Linked DNA regions of Mus musculus: region 1 is linked to region 2. Evidence: chromatin contacts called from public promoter capture Hi-C data. All regions are on one chromosome and are shown on one strand. Each heading gives the region's core, a stretch centred on a gene start, on an enhancer-like site or on the middle of the called end of the contact. The rest is flanking DNA. Distances are from core to core; before and after follow the strand shown. Region 1 overlaps Lmo7 (LIM domain only 7). Region 2 holds the start of Tbc1d4 (TBC1 domain family, member 4).

Evidence for each region. Promoter capture Hi-C pulls out the DNA fragments that hold promoters and counts their contacts.
Region 1: a contact with region 2 is called in a promoter capture Hi-C map of embryonic stem cells, with 8 read pairs. The contact joins the enhancer-like site here to the promoter of Tbc1d4 in region 2. A contact is called at or near these places in 3 of 39 promoter capture datasets (embryonic stem cells and pre-B cells), 1 of 15 datasets of contacts at CTCF or cohesin (large pre-B cells), 2 of 484 Hi-C or Micro-C datasets (both in embryonic stem cells) and 1 of 9 other capture datasets (adipose tissue).

Annotation. Positions count from the first base shown.
Region 1 is chr14:101,778,673-101,785,077 of GRCm38.p6, reverse strand. All of the region lies in intron 1 of Lmo7 (LIM domain only 7), which reads right to left. Among named protein-coding and RNA genes, the nearest start is that of Lmo7, 52 kb to the right of the region's middle. Within about 2 kb of position 3,702, at least 63 of the 459 cell types and tissues checked have an H3K27ac peak or open chromatin away from gene starts, as enhancers often do. A contact at or near this core is called in embryonic stem cells, where this site is marked.
Region 2 is chr14:101,606,740-101,613,543 of GRCm38.p6, reverse strand. It overlaps Tbc1d4 (TBC1 domain family, member 4), which reads left to right and starts at 4,353. Exons shown (of 19, transcript NM_001081278.2): 1 at 4,353-5,581. The coding sequence starts at 5,084.

The DNA.
Region 1 (6,405 bases), core at 2,453-4,952, 170 kb before region 2:
AAAATTATTTTGTCCATTTACTGAAAAATTAATAAAAAATAAACTGAAAAATTCATTTCCCCTTTAAGAGTCTAACCCTGTTTTGAAATGTGTGGGCAAAATGGTATTTTAAGGCTAGGCACCTCTGTGAACTGTGGTTAAGTCTCTGAGTTGTAGCATGTGAATTGGTGAAATGATATTGTATATTCAGCAAATAACATAGCTTTGAGGGGCATGATTCCCCAATCACTAGCCTCTATTAAACCTTGGCATTGTACTACATAATATTCTGGAATGTACCAGAGCTATTTCTGCCAATACTAATATCATCTGATAGCAAAACCAAAGCCAACTCACAAGTCTTCCAAGTCTGTGGTCATCAGAATTGCACAGATCACCAATTCTAAACAGAATACAATGTTTCATGGTGGTCACAAGTCTAAAAATTTTTCCAAAGCCATTGCCCTCTTCAAGACCTTCCTCTAAGAGTGGGTGTAGTAATTACACCTCCCAATGCAAGTTCCTCAGGCACGGGCCCACACAGGGAAAGAAACAGCAAAAATATGAAACAGTCTAAACACTTGAGGTTCTCATTCAGTCATTATGGAGCCAAATGCCAGCTAGGCTACATTCCTTGAGCAAAGAAAAGAAGTAAAATAATTTCTGATGCAGGACAAGTTACACCCCAAGCGCCATAATCCACTTTAATCTTATAGCTCAAGCTAATCGCTCTAAGTGGCTATAGTGATGGAGCCCAAAGATAAACACCAATGGGAAGGACTAAGTGAAACTACAAGAAAGGAAGATTCCCTCCAGTGCTGATAGTAGGCACAAATTTGCTTGGGACACAAAACCAAGACCACATGAGCCCTGTTAGCCACAAGTTAAGGTCTCTGGAGACAGCAAACCCCCAAATGTGTTCCTCTTAAACACGTCTATTTTGCTAGCACCTACTACTTATAAAGATTAAATTTTGTCTCCAAACATAGGTCCATACTCCAATTTAAACTGTTGCAAGTGGATAGAAAGTATTCATGAAAAAGTCTCCCCAAAGCCCTGACTACTGCATGAGTTATTTTTTTCCAGATCAACAAGTTTTTAAGTAGTGGGTATACAAGTCGTAAGTGGATGTGAGCATCCATTATCAGAATATTTCAAGTATAGTTATAATGCTTAATATAATCATGGGTTTTCAAGAGTCAAAAGATGCTGTTGTTTTGTACAGAAATGTCTCACACACATGAACAAGTCTCAACAATGGCCTGCCTAGCTCCCCGTGAATTCCCGTGAGAGTCATCACTGTGGGAAACATTCATTTTTAGAAATGGTGTGGCTACATTACAGTTTCAGGTGAAGAGTCACTACTTAGTCCTATATGGACTTCAAATTGAGAGGTCTACCCTTTGGTGACAATGATACAATTCACTCTTCAGTGTAAGTTTGGCATCGAGAGACGGAGTTCGTATGTCTGTGACATAAACATCCCACTCAACGACTCTTCATGGATGTCTACTCCTAAGGTTGTCTGTGGCACTGATCAACAGTGACACAGTTCTTCAGGAATCTACTTGTCAAGCTCCCAGTAACCAACTCAACAAGGAATTCCAGGAAGCAAGGAGAGAGTTACAATTCTATCCCTACTTTGATCTCAAAGAAAATGAAAACCTTTTTTCCACATGAAATCTCAGACACAAACATTTATATTTATTTAGCCTTGCTCATGTTAAGCAAAAGAAGTGGGTGCCACCTAAAAGCTTATCAATCAATCAATGAATAAATTGACTACAATTAAAACCATATAGTGAAATATTGAAGTGCTGATACACGATACAGCATGGATGATTCTTGGAAATAGGCAGAAGGAAAGAAGCCCGACAAAAAAGGTCATGATGTGTCTCCTTTGCATTGTGGGTAACAATTCCACAGAATTAAGATCTCTGCAGTCCATTTATTATCTTTTCCATAACTTCCTTTGTTAGTTTTCAACACACGAGATCTAAAACATACCTAAAAGTATAACAAATGGGGCCCCAGCTCTTGGGTATACAAACTTCCACTAGCTGTCTTCTGTGAGTGAGCCACACTTCCAACTACAGGACTACTAAGAAATCCCTTCCTCAAGCAACTCAGATGCTAAGCTCTTTCCTTTAGACTCTTTCTGAGCCTTAGGAGATCTCAATCACGTTTCCAGTTCACCTCAAAAGTTTAACTTACTAATTTAAAATATCCTTGACCAAGAACTAGTTTTATTTGTACTTACTAGGGTGATTTGTTTAAAAGGTAGAGAATAATTTTTAAACACCATTTTGGAGCTTACTTAAGACATATAATGTACCGTATACTTAACCCATAGACATTGATTAATTGGGTTTCTTCCCCAAATACTGATGGCCTTAGGAATCCTTCTTCAGGAAACCCAGTGACCTCCCTTAGCAACGCTGACGCAGTATGCTGAGAACTATAAGTTCTCTTTGAAAATGGAGAACAGTATCCGGACAGCATTACGTCATAACCAAGAGTGCCTGGTCCTGAGTGATGAACAGCCGTGTGGAGGGATGTTCCTGATGCCCTTTGTCTCCTTGCCTGGTTTGTGAACACCACCTCATAGACTCATGATGCTCCATAGGAAGGACTAACTTGTCAACTCTTAACTGAGTGTAGAGACTCACTGTCTGCAGAGTTAGTGAAACACAGCCAAGTTTGTAGGCCTTTCTCTGGAAGATTCTGATTCAAATGTCTTGGGCTGGCCTAGAAGTTCTCCTCTGACTCTGTGTGTCACTGAGATATGACTACAAGACAAACTGTTTGGATGGGAAGGACTTAGGACCTGCCAAGAAGCCTGGATTCCTCTGGTATGTGTTTGATTTTAAACAGGTACTTCGGGCTTCCTTATGAGAGAACAAATTTGCACCAAACTGTCACCTCCACAGTACTCTTCCTTAGAGGACAAACGAAACAAAGCCTGAAATCCGTCTCTGTTCTTTGCTGCCACTGTCTGGTATGTTCTCAGTACTGCAGGAGTCTAAATATTAATGACTGGATCCAGGCACATTACTAAAAAGAATTTCAACAAAACAGCTCATTGTGAGGTTTAAAACACAACATAAGGTTGTATTTGGTGAAAGTGAGAAATATTTTTATAATACTGCAAAACTGTAGCCTTTACTAAGTATACGAAGGCTTCTAGAGTGTTCCCACAGGAGCATTGTTGGTTCACTCGGATAGATTTTGACACTTTGTACGTAAAAGTTTGTATATTAAAGTAGAGAATCAGTTTACTTGTAGATCTATGACCCTCCGTAGTTCTAAGAGAAGCCTGACAGATAGCTCAATGCCACAACACTAGCCAAGTATAGGTGTAGGCCTGGCTTCAATCCTCAAGACTACAAATGTATATGCATTTTTACAGAAAGAAACCCTGACTTAAGAAGTGTTCAGACGCCAAACTTAAGACTTCTGAGAGTCTTCTCAGTCCTCTTGACAATTTCCCTCCCCCAACAGGAGACTTTCCTGGGGCTCACGGACACAGAGATCTGCTTCCCCGGCCTAGCATTACCATGTGGCAGGCAGTTCAGATCCTCGCTTGACTATGCATCCGAACTGGGCGGGCCTGTGGCAGGGTGGGACTGGATGGGAAGCGGCAGGGCATGGGTTAATCAGGAAAGCTCTAACAGGGTGATTTGCTTCACCCTGGCCGTAAACCACTCTTTGTGTCAAACTCTGGGGCGGGGTTCGCCTGCCTTACAAATGTTTCTCACAGAGGCAAATGGTGTTAGTCATCTAGCTCTGGCCTGTCCTTGGATCCTTCTGCCTCAACTTTACTCTCCCAGCTGAGTATGTCATCTAGAAGAATCTTGCCTCACTCCTCGTCTCCAACCCGATTGGGTGAACAGTCCTCAGAGAGCCATGCACACCTCACTTTCTGTTGAAATCCTAGGATTTACATTTTCTGCATTGCTTAAACTCAAGCCTCAGAGGCTCTGCCCTTCCTCGCTGCTCCGCGGCCACATGCCCCACCCACTCAGGTTCTGCACCTGGCACAGATATGAACACAGGCTCCTCCAATCGATGGATGGATGGATGGATGGATGGATGGATGGATGGATGGATGGATGAATGGATGGATGGAAGGGTGGAAGCATGGCTCGGCCTTAATCTTTTGTCTCTTGAATACTTTTCAAAACTCTACTTTGTACTCCTTAAAAATAGCCATCTTGCTTTGGCTTTCCCAAAGTCACATCGACCCATAAACTCTGACCTTCCTAAAGGCTCAGTGCTTTCCTTAGTCCATTTCCACAGTTCAAACGGCCTCTCTCCACGGCCTCCACAAAGACCAATGTTCCTGAGTCAACCCTTTCCTCCCAGCACCTTCTGAGACTCTGAGTTACTAAGCCAGCAACCCGGGAATTACAATAGCTTTAATTCATCATTCTTAAGGCCACTCTTTTCTGTCCTAGACCAAAAGTTTACTGAAGTCAGGAATCACCATGAGGTGTCAGGTGATCTTCACGCACCACAGTACATGTGCAACAAGTGATTGTGATTCATTTTTAAATCTTTTAAGTCCTTAAAAATTTGAATTTGGCTCAGGCAAAAGAGAGACGGAGACAAGGGAAAACCTGGCAATAGTCAGAGAGAGAGCAAAGACCTACAGCAATGTTCACTAAAGTTTCCCTCCTCCTCAGAAAAGTGACAATTCTCCTACACCCAGGAACAGAGAACAGAGGCAAAGAACGAAAAAGCTGAAGAGGCTGAAGAGCAGCGAAGACAGGAGGGTTGCAGGAGCACATGAAATAATCATCAGGCCGCCCCGAGCGGAGCAGATGGCAGCCACAGACAATGGAGCCCAGCGCAGGCAATATGAAAGTTTGATGAATTTCCTAATAGCGGCATGATGAAAGCCCGGAGTCCAGAAATAGCCTAAAAATAGAACAAATGTCAGGGCTGCACAAAGCCTCATAGTGCCCTTCATTATTTACTCGCCTGTATTTGTACAATACGGCAAGTCTGAAAAGCTGTGGAGTCAAAACCAGTAAGAGATGAGAACCATAATAGTTTATATAATGAATATGAATATTATGCTGTTGGACCCTAAGGTGCGCTGTACTAATTCCAATACAATAATAATAATAATAATAATAATAATAATAAGGCTAAGCATGCACCTGACCCACCATTATAACTACATTCACTAAATGATCCCGACTGCTCACCACCATGATGAGAAGAACTAAACAAAAACAACCCACTGGCAATCCTCACGATGGGCAGAGAGATTTCTACAAGAATATACACTGCAACCTGTGGACTCTAACTTCTATAAACCAAACAAGATGGTCATCAATGCTCCATCACCATAGTGAAATCCTAGCGATAGATGATTAACGTATAATGAGGGAAGGCTCACTTTGGCTTCCATTTGTAGATGGTCTTGTCCATTACCCATGAGCCCCAGTTGTTTGGGGTGTGCCAAGGCAGAACAAGGAAGGAGCCTATAGTAATGTCAAATTACTCTCCTCACAGTCACGAAGCAAAGAACGTAAAAGAAGGAGTCAGTATGCCAAAATGACTCTCTAAAACATACCTCCAATGACCTCTCCAAACACCAGGACTCTGGTGAGCACATCTTTAACACACGGGCTTCTGAGATCATTCAAGACCTAGTCTAAGCCAAGCATGGTTGCACCTACCTGTAATCCAAGCACTCGGGAAGCTGGGGACAATGACTTCTAAGCTAGCCTTGTTCCCCAAAACAAAACTGAAGATAGAGGTTGAAGGTGAGTGCTACAAAGCAGTGGTTTCTGGACACAAACGATGTGACCACTGCCCTCCCGAACACACTGCAGCTGTGGTTTCCTGCAGGAGACCTGAGCAAGACTGGCCCATCACCATTTCAGCATACATGAAGGAGAGGTGCATGAGGCTCAACCCCTCACTAAGGGTCAGGGGCATTGTTGGAGGGAAGGGTTGGGGGGTGGGGGAGATGCAGGATGAAAGTGCAGAAAACATCACATACACATAATAAAGTGTCAAAAATAATAAATTAAAAAAATGTTTGAATTAATAACCTACAAAGACACAAATAATATCAAAAACACTTGGAGATTTCCCAAAGTGACGTAAGAGGACAAAAAAATCCATCTGAGAATGGTCTCATGAAGACTCCTGGCTTGGGCAAACCACGGCACGGAGCGGAAGGAAGACAGTAGAGAGGAGCTGAGTACTGTGAAGACGAAGCTGTTGAGTCAAGCTAGGGGACAACGCAATCATTTAATGATGGGAAAGACTCTCTAGGATATGACTACAGCCAACTAGAGCACAGAAGAACGTAGCTGAAGTTGAAGCAAAAGTCATGGAATTAGAAGCTTCTAGACTTCATAGGCCCTCTGGAAGTTGGAAAGACTACAGGCAACACAGAAGCCTTGG
Region 2 (6,804 bases), core at 3,104-5,603:
CTTTTGTTTCTCCATATTCCAAGTTTGAGGGTTTTTCCTTCATTATCTACAGCAAGAAAAATACATCCTCAGGGCCCTTGCCAGCTTCTGTCTTCTGAAGCAGAGATGCTAAGAATGGGCTCTTTTGTTCTCAGCATTTTGCTGTGTCATCCTTTCCCTGGAGTCAGAACCTAGAATGACCCAGCTGCCAGGGCTGGGCAAGGTCACAGAGAACAGGGAAATCCCTAGGAATATTTCAAAACCCATCCAACCACAAAGGTTTATACTATCCCCAGTCAGAACTCTGCCATCCATTTAGGAAGGCATTCTTTCATTTTTCTAAGCTTCATAATTATCCAGTGGATCTATTTGTTAACCAGAAATTATCTAATTAGGAATCTGGCATATCACCTCTGCGATAGTAAACCTCTTTGGTTTTTTAAAATTCTAATTAGCTACTTATTCAGCCCTATCATTCATTGAATACTTATTATCTACCCAGTAATTATCAGCTGCTGTGGGAGAGAAATGTGGGACTAAGAGTCATAATACAGCTTACTAGTAGGCAGACATGGAAAAAGGCTAAGGTACGTCGATGCACAATCATTTTCATGATGTCCGACTTTCCCCATTCTTTTTCCCCATTCCCAGTCCCGTAAGGAGGAGTTGCTCACCAGAGCCTTCCCATCTGCTGACAGGCTCCTTTGGTGGAATGCAATCAACTTTCATGTTCTTGTCCACATTGTTCAATCTTCCAGCAGTAGCCCAAGCCAGTCAATTCGGAGGGCGAAAGGTGGTTCAACTAACGCCCCAGAACATAAGAATCTTGATCACATGGGCAGATTAGGCTGCCATCTCTGGTTCCCTCCCTTCATGGAGTGTCTCTTTGTGTGCTGCGTTGTATGCTCGTTTTCACTTTCAATAAAATTCTGCCGATGGCGCTGACCTTGTCTTTCTTGACTTTTTAATTCTTCAAGCCAGCAGAGAAAATGAGTTCATTCCTGGACCCCCAAATGACACCATCCTGGTGGCATTGCTTTATTGCAGGGACACAGAGAGTCACCCAGGAATTATGAAGAAAGTTATGAGAGCTGTGTTAGTGGGGTGCACAAGAAAGGGGGCAAAGAGAGGCAGCTCCCAGCCATGGCTGGGCAAGCATAGCTTCAGGAGATGGGACTTTTGCACTGGACCTTGAAGAATGAGGGGTTCAAGTAGTGAAGGCTGGAAGAGGTTATGGGGTGACTGGAAGGGAAGGCAGAGAGGAAGAGACAACTGAAGCCTCAAAAAGACACAAACATGCAATTATTTTTAATCTTTTGTTGTGATGATCTCTCTTCTACTTTGTTTGAAACAAGGTCTCTTTGCTGTTTGCCACTAAGTCCTCCAGGTTAGCTGGTCCATGAGTTTCTGGGAATACACACTGCTATTGTGCCTGGCTTTATGTGGCTTCTGAGAATTTCATCTCAGGTCCTCATGCTTTCTTTGAAAATGCTCTCCTCAGTGTGCCATCTCACCATTCTAATTTTACTCCGTCATACTAATTCAAGGCCTTCTGTTACACATGTGATATTTTTTATTTAAGGATTTGAATGCACCTTACAACTAACACGTTGTAATATTGGCAATGTTGGTAATATTGGTACAGTTTTATTTGGGGTAGTACAGGATCATTTAAGCTGTATATGAAGTTCATTTCTGGGTATTGTTGGTCCAGATTTCTCCAAGATTCCTCAGAAGAGAGAACTCTACCGGGTCTTTAGAAATGTTGTCTCTGCACATATTCTTTCAGTCTTCATTTGGAATAGCTGGGGTTGAGAGTAGAAGGACTGGAGGTTTCCGGTGGAGGTCTGTGTCAGCACATAGTAAACACGGTACACCTGCATATGCGGTGTAATAAGTCCTCTATGTTGTAGTGGCATATTGTGATGGTTTGTGTATGCTTGGCCCAGGGAGTGGCACTATTAGGAGGTGTGGCCTTGTTGGAGTTGGTGTGTCACTGTGGGCATTGGCTTAAGTCACTCATCCTAGCTGCCTGGAAGCCAGTCTTCTTCTAGCTGCACCAGGGCAATCCACAACAAACAAGAATAGAACTCTCAGCTCCTTCAGCCCCATGCCTGCCTGGATGCTGCCATGTTCCCACCTTGATGATAATGGACTGAACTTCTGAACCTGTAAGCCAGTCTCAATTAAATGTTGTCCTTATAAGAGTTGCTTTGGTCATGGTTTCTGTTCACAGCAGTAAAATCCTAAGACATATACTACTTTCAAAATCCAATTGATGATTACAAAATTGAATGTTTTTATATGTGAATGATTCTGTAAGTTCTGGGGGCAAAACAGTAATTGTAAGAATCTAACAGTTTACCACATAGTTCATGTAACTACTAGGTCGACTCCATCAGTATTTATAAAATAGGTTATGATAAGTATATACTAGTGAATGTGTATTTTATTTGACAGGCTAGGACAGGTTAATAAGGAAACTAATATTTAATATACCCACAATCCCAGTGGTTTAGTAGGATAAGAGTTTATCATTTATGTGTGAGGCGTCTCTCTTGCCCCTGGCGTTTTCCAGGACAGCTGTCCTCAGAGCGATGGCTCAGCATTCCGTTCTTCTCTGATCACGAGGCTCCTCCATCTGAATGTGTTGTTTTCACCATGGCCACCGGAGAGCAAGAGTGGGACAAGTGTGCAGTCTTCTGCTTCCAGTTAAATGCTTGTCCTTCAGACATGACCCGAGTCACTTCTGTTCACACATCGTTGTCATGTCACGTGGCCATGCTCAACTTAAAGAGGGCAGAGACAGCCATCTTCCCAGATAGTAGTACGATTTATAAATGAAAGGTAAACATCTCTGAAATAAAGAGTGACCGGTACAACCACAGTTAGCTTGCCTTTCCTGCCAATCACCAAAAGTTTATTCTCTCTGGCTTGAGTTAATTATGCCAGTAGGAACTGGTCCAGTGGGGCTCCAAACACAGTCCTAGTCCGCACACTGATTGACTTGGAGGGACCACTAAGGCTTCTCTAACTGAGCCATGGCTTTTTTTCTTTTCCTTCTCTTTCACAAGTGTCAGAGGTGCGACTTAGGGAAATGAGATCTGTGCACGAAGTCTGCTGTAATCTTAGACAATTTCTATCTCTGTTCTCAGAGTGTTTAATTCCTCCTTGAAGACTTGAGTTGTATTTTCCACAGAGATTTTTTTTTCATGTTAAAGTAAACGACTTCAACCAATTGATAACATCTTCATCCTGGAACATAGATGGTTCTTAAAAAGAGGCTAGCTATGTGGTGGTCCCAGAAGTGTAGCATATTTGACCCTATTGACTTTGTCTGAACAGGAAGCAAAATGACCCTAGAGAAAATCACAAGACCACTAAATACAAAACAAAACCCTGGAGTTTTCATTTTTTCTTCTAAGCACCTGGAAAAAAGTAAGTCTAAAGTTTCCTCCTGCTGGGCAGTGGTGGCACATGCCTGTAATCCCAGCACTCGGGAGGCAGAGGCAGGTGGATCTGAGTTCGAAGCCAGCCTGGTCTACATAGTGAGTTCCAGGACAGCCAAGACTGCACAGAGAAACCCTGTCTCGAAAAACAAAATAAAACAAAAACCCCTAAAGTTTCCTCCTTTATTTTGGTTTTTCTCCTGCTCATTCCTTATCATCCAGCAAAGGTATAACGAAGGTATGAGAGTTCACCGAGGATGGTGGTACATTCCTATAATCCCAGGTCTTGGAAAACTGAGGCAGGAGGATAGAGTGTACCAAGTCAACCTGTACTATCTAGGAAGGAGACTTTGACTTAAAAATACTAACACTAAACACACAGCAGCACCAATAACAAAACCCATTTAAAATGCTAGAATGGAAAAGGAATTATATTTTACTGTTTTGTTTTAAAATTACAATAATCAAATTATCCCTAATTTTTTTGAAATATGTATTCTCATATGTAAAAGGGAAGAATTTTGCACTAGCTCTGAAATGGGCATGGGTAAAGAAGTTTAACTTCTGTGTATTTTAAGAAGTTAGCTGCACTAAGAAATGGGAAGATTCATATCAAGCAATGTTGAAATTTAAAGTGAATATTGGAATGTATTTTATCATAGAATTGTGATCAAATCCTGATGAGTCCTTGAGATTAAGAAAAAGGATGCAGAACATAGTAATATTCAGGCTTTAGACAGAATAAAACTAAGCAAATATTGCTCAAAAACAAAATCCCAGCGCCCCACTGCGAATGGCCCCTCTCCAGGGGGCAGTAGAGTCTCCAGGAGGAGAGAGGCCAGCCTGCTCCGGGAAGTGCCCTCGCCAAGCTGGGTACGACTGCCCCCCGAGGCGAGATGAGGGGCGGAGGCCGGAGGAGGAGGCAGGGAGGCGACCTCAGCTTCTTGGCAAAGCTCTGCGCCCGTAGACTAGAGGCGGAGTAGCAGCCGGCTTTAAAGTAGCAGCCTGGGAGGAAGGAAGGAAGGAGCGAGCGAGGGAGGGACGGGAACCCTGGAGGAGGAGCAGCGAGCTGGGCTGCAGAATCGGCGGGTGCAGGAGCTGCCTGCTCGAGGCCACGTTTGTTTTTGTTATTTTCCATTGGACTAGTTCTCCAGGACTGAGCGGGCCGCAAGCGGGCACCCCCGACCTTCCAGGTGACAGCCGGTCACCCTGCTAGGAGTCAGCTCCGCCCCAGTCGCCCCTTCCCGCCCACAGCTCCACTCTCCGCCCAGCCTTCCCGTGCCAGCGCTGGGTGAGCGCGCCGGCCGCAGCGGGCTGCAGGAGCAGGAGCCCGAGCAGGATCGAGAGACCGCGGCTGCCCTGGTCCCGGACCCCAAGGACGGACCGGCGGCTGGAGAACAGACCTGCCCTGGGGCGCGATCTCCAGGAAGGAGGATGCGCGCGTGAGCCTGGGTCTCCCGCTAGTCCACTGAGCTGCAGCCAAAGGCTCGGAGCCGCGCCCGGGGAAGTGTCGCATGGGGCAGGGCCGCTGAAGCACGGACTTTAAGAACTGGTGGCACCAAGGCAGGCGCGGGGGCCTGGGGCGACAGTTAGCAGTTTCCTCGGCTCCTGCACAGTGAGAGTTGGGGGCGCGGTGCCCTCGCTAGGCGCGAGTTATGGAGTCGCCTAGCTGCATTCAGGATGAGCCTTTCCCGCACCCCCTGGAGCCTGAGCCGAGTGCCCCAGCACAGCCAGGTGCCACCAAGCCTGGCGACAAGCGCTTCCGGCTATGGTACGTGGGAGGGTCTTGCTTGGATCGCAGGACCACGCTACCCATGCTCCCTTGGCTCATGGCCGAGATCCGTCGGCGCAGCCAGAAGCCCGATGCGGGCGGCTGCGGGGCGCCCGCAGCCCGGGAGGTGATCCTGGTGCTCAGCGCCCCCTTTCTGCGTTGTGTCCCTGCGCCGGGTGCCGGGGTCGGCGGGGGCGCAGGCTCCGGGGCTGTGCAGCCCAACACCGGGGTGTTCATCTTCGAGCACAAGGCTCAGCACATCTCGCGCTTCATCCACAACAGTCACGACCTCACCTACTTTGCCTATTTGATCAAGGCGCAGCCCGACGACCCCGAGTCACAGATGGCCTGCCACGTTTTCCGCGCCACGGATCCTAACCAGGTAAGTTGTGGGTGCCAGGGGGCGGGACTGGGGCCACCCGGACTGGCAAGGCAGGGGCCTCTCTTTTAAGAACTGTCTTGGATCTGGCTGCTGGCTTGCGCTCCACGTGGCGCGCTCCGGTGCTCCCCTCGTTCTGTTTTTGGGATATGGGAATGGGAGAGAAAGCGATTCGTTGCTGCTCTGGTCTTGGGGACCGGCTGGCTGCCCAGAGCGGGAGGAAGGGAAGTAGACTCAGAGTGGTCTTGGGACCTGGGAGGAGTTGGCAAGTCTGCAGAGGACTCAAGGAAAAGCGCGGATCCCAGGAGGATCCTGGTGACTGGTGATGGATGGCTTGCCTGGCTTTCGCCTGTGTGCGTGTGTGAAAGTGTGTGTTTCTTGGAAGCGCTTGGAGAGCACGGGGCACCGGTTCTCAGGCTCGGTAGTATTGCATTTATACTTGTTTGGCTGGCGCGTCACTGTCACCAAAGTACCTATAAGTATCTGGGCCTGGGGGTGTGTGATTTCAGAGGCCAGTCTAAGGAAGTTAGAAATGTCAGAATGTCAGGTAAGTATGATTCTGCAAATATGGAGTCGGAAGACCTTTCTATTATTTTTTGCACCCACTGAGACAATAACTGCATATTTGAGTAACTTAAAAATCAGTGTGATAGAGGAGTTTCAAATGTCATTTTAAAGCATTATACTCTTCTAGCTTAGTGTCCAGTATTTCTCCAGAGCTTTCTAACTCGAAGTGTTCTGTTACTAAATAGAACCTTGAGTTCCTTAATGAGCACGTGCAAATATAACAGCAGTTCTCAACCTGGGGCTGCATATCAGAGATCGTGCATATCAGATATTTACATTACGATCCATAACTAACAAAATCACAGTTATGACGTAGTAACGAAATAATATTATGGTTAGGGGTCATCACAACGTAATGAACTGTATTAGAGGGTCACGCATCGGGAGGCTGAGAATCCCTGCTCTAAAAGAAAGAGGAAAACTTATAGTAACTGTGCCTTGGTAAACAGGCTTAGAAGTGTGGAAAGAAATGTGTGTGTGTGTGTGTGTGTGTGTGTGTGTGTGTGTGTGTGTGTGCTTTGTGTTAGTTTGCTTTCCAGTATTAAAGCCCCACCCCTTTGCTATTTTCTAAAAACATAATTTGTTGACCAAACATAAATAAATAAGTAGTCTCAGATGTATTCTTTTGGTGGCTGAGAAATTAAGACTAGAAGAACATC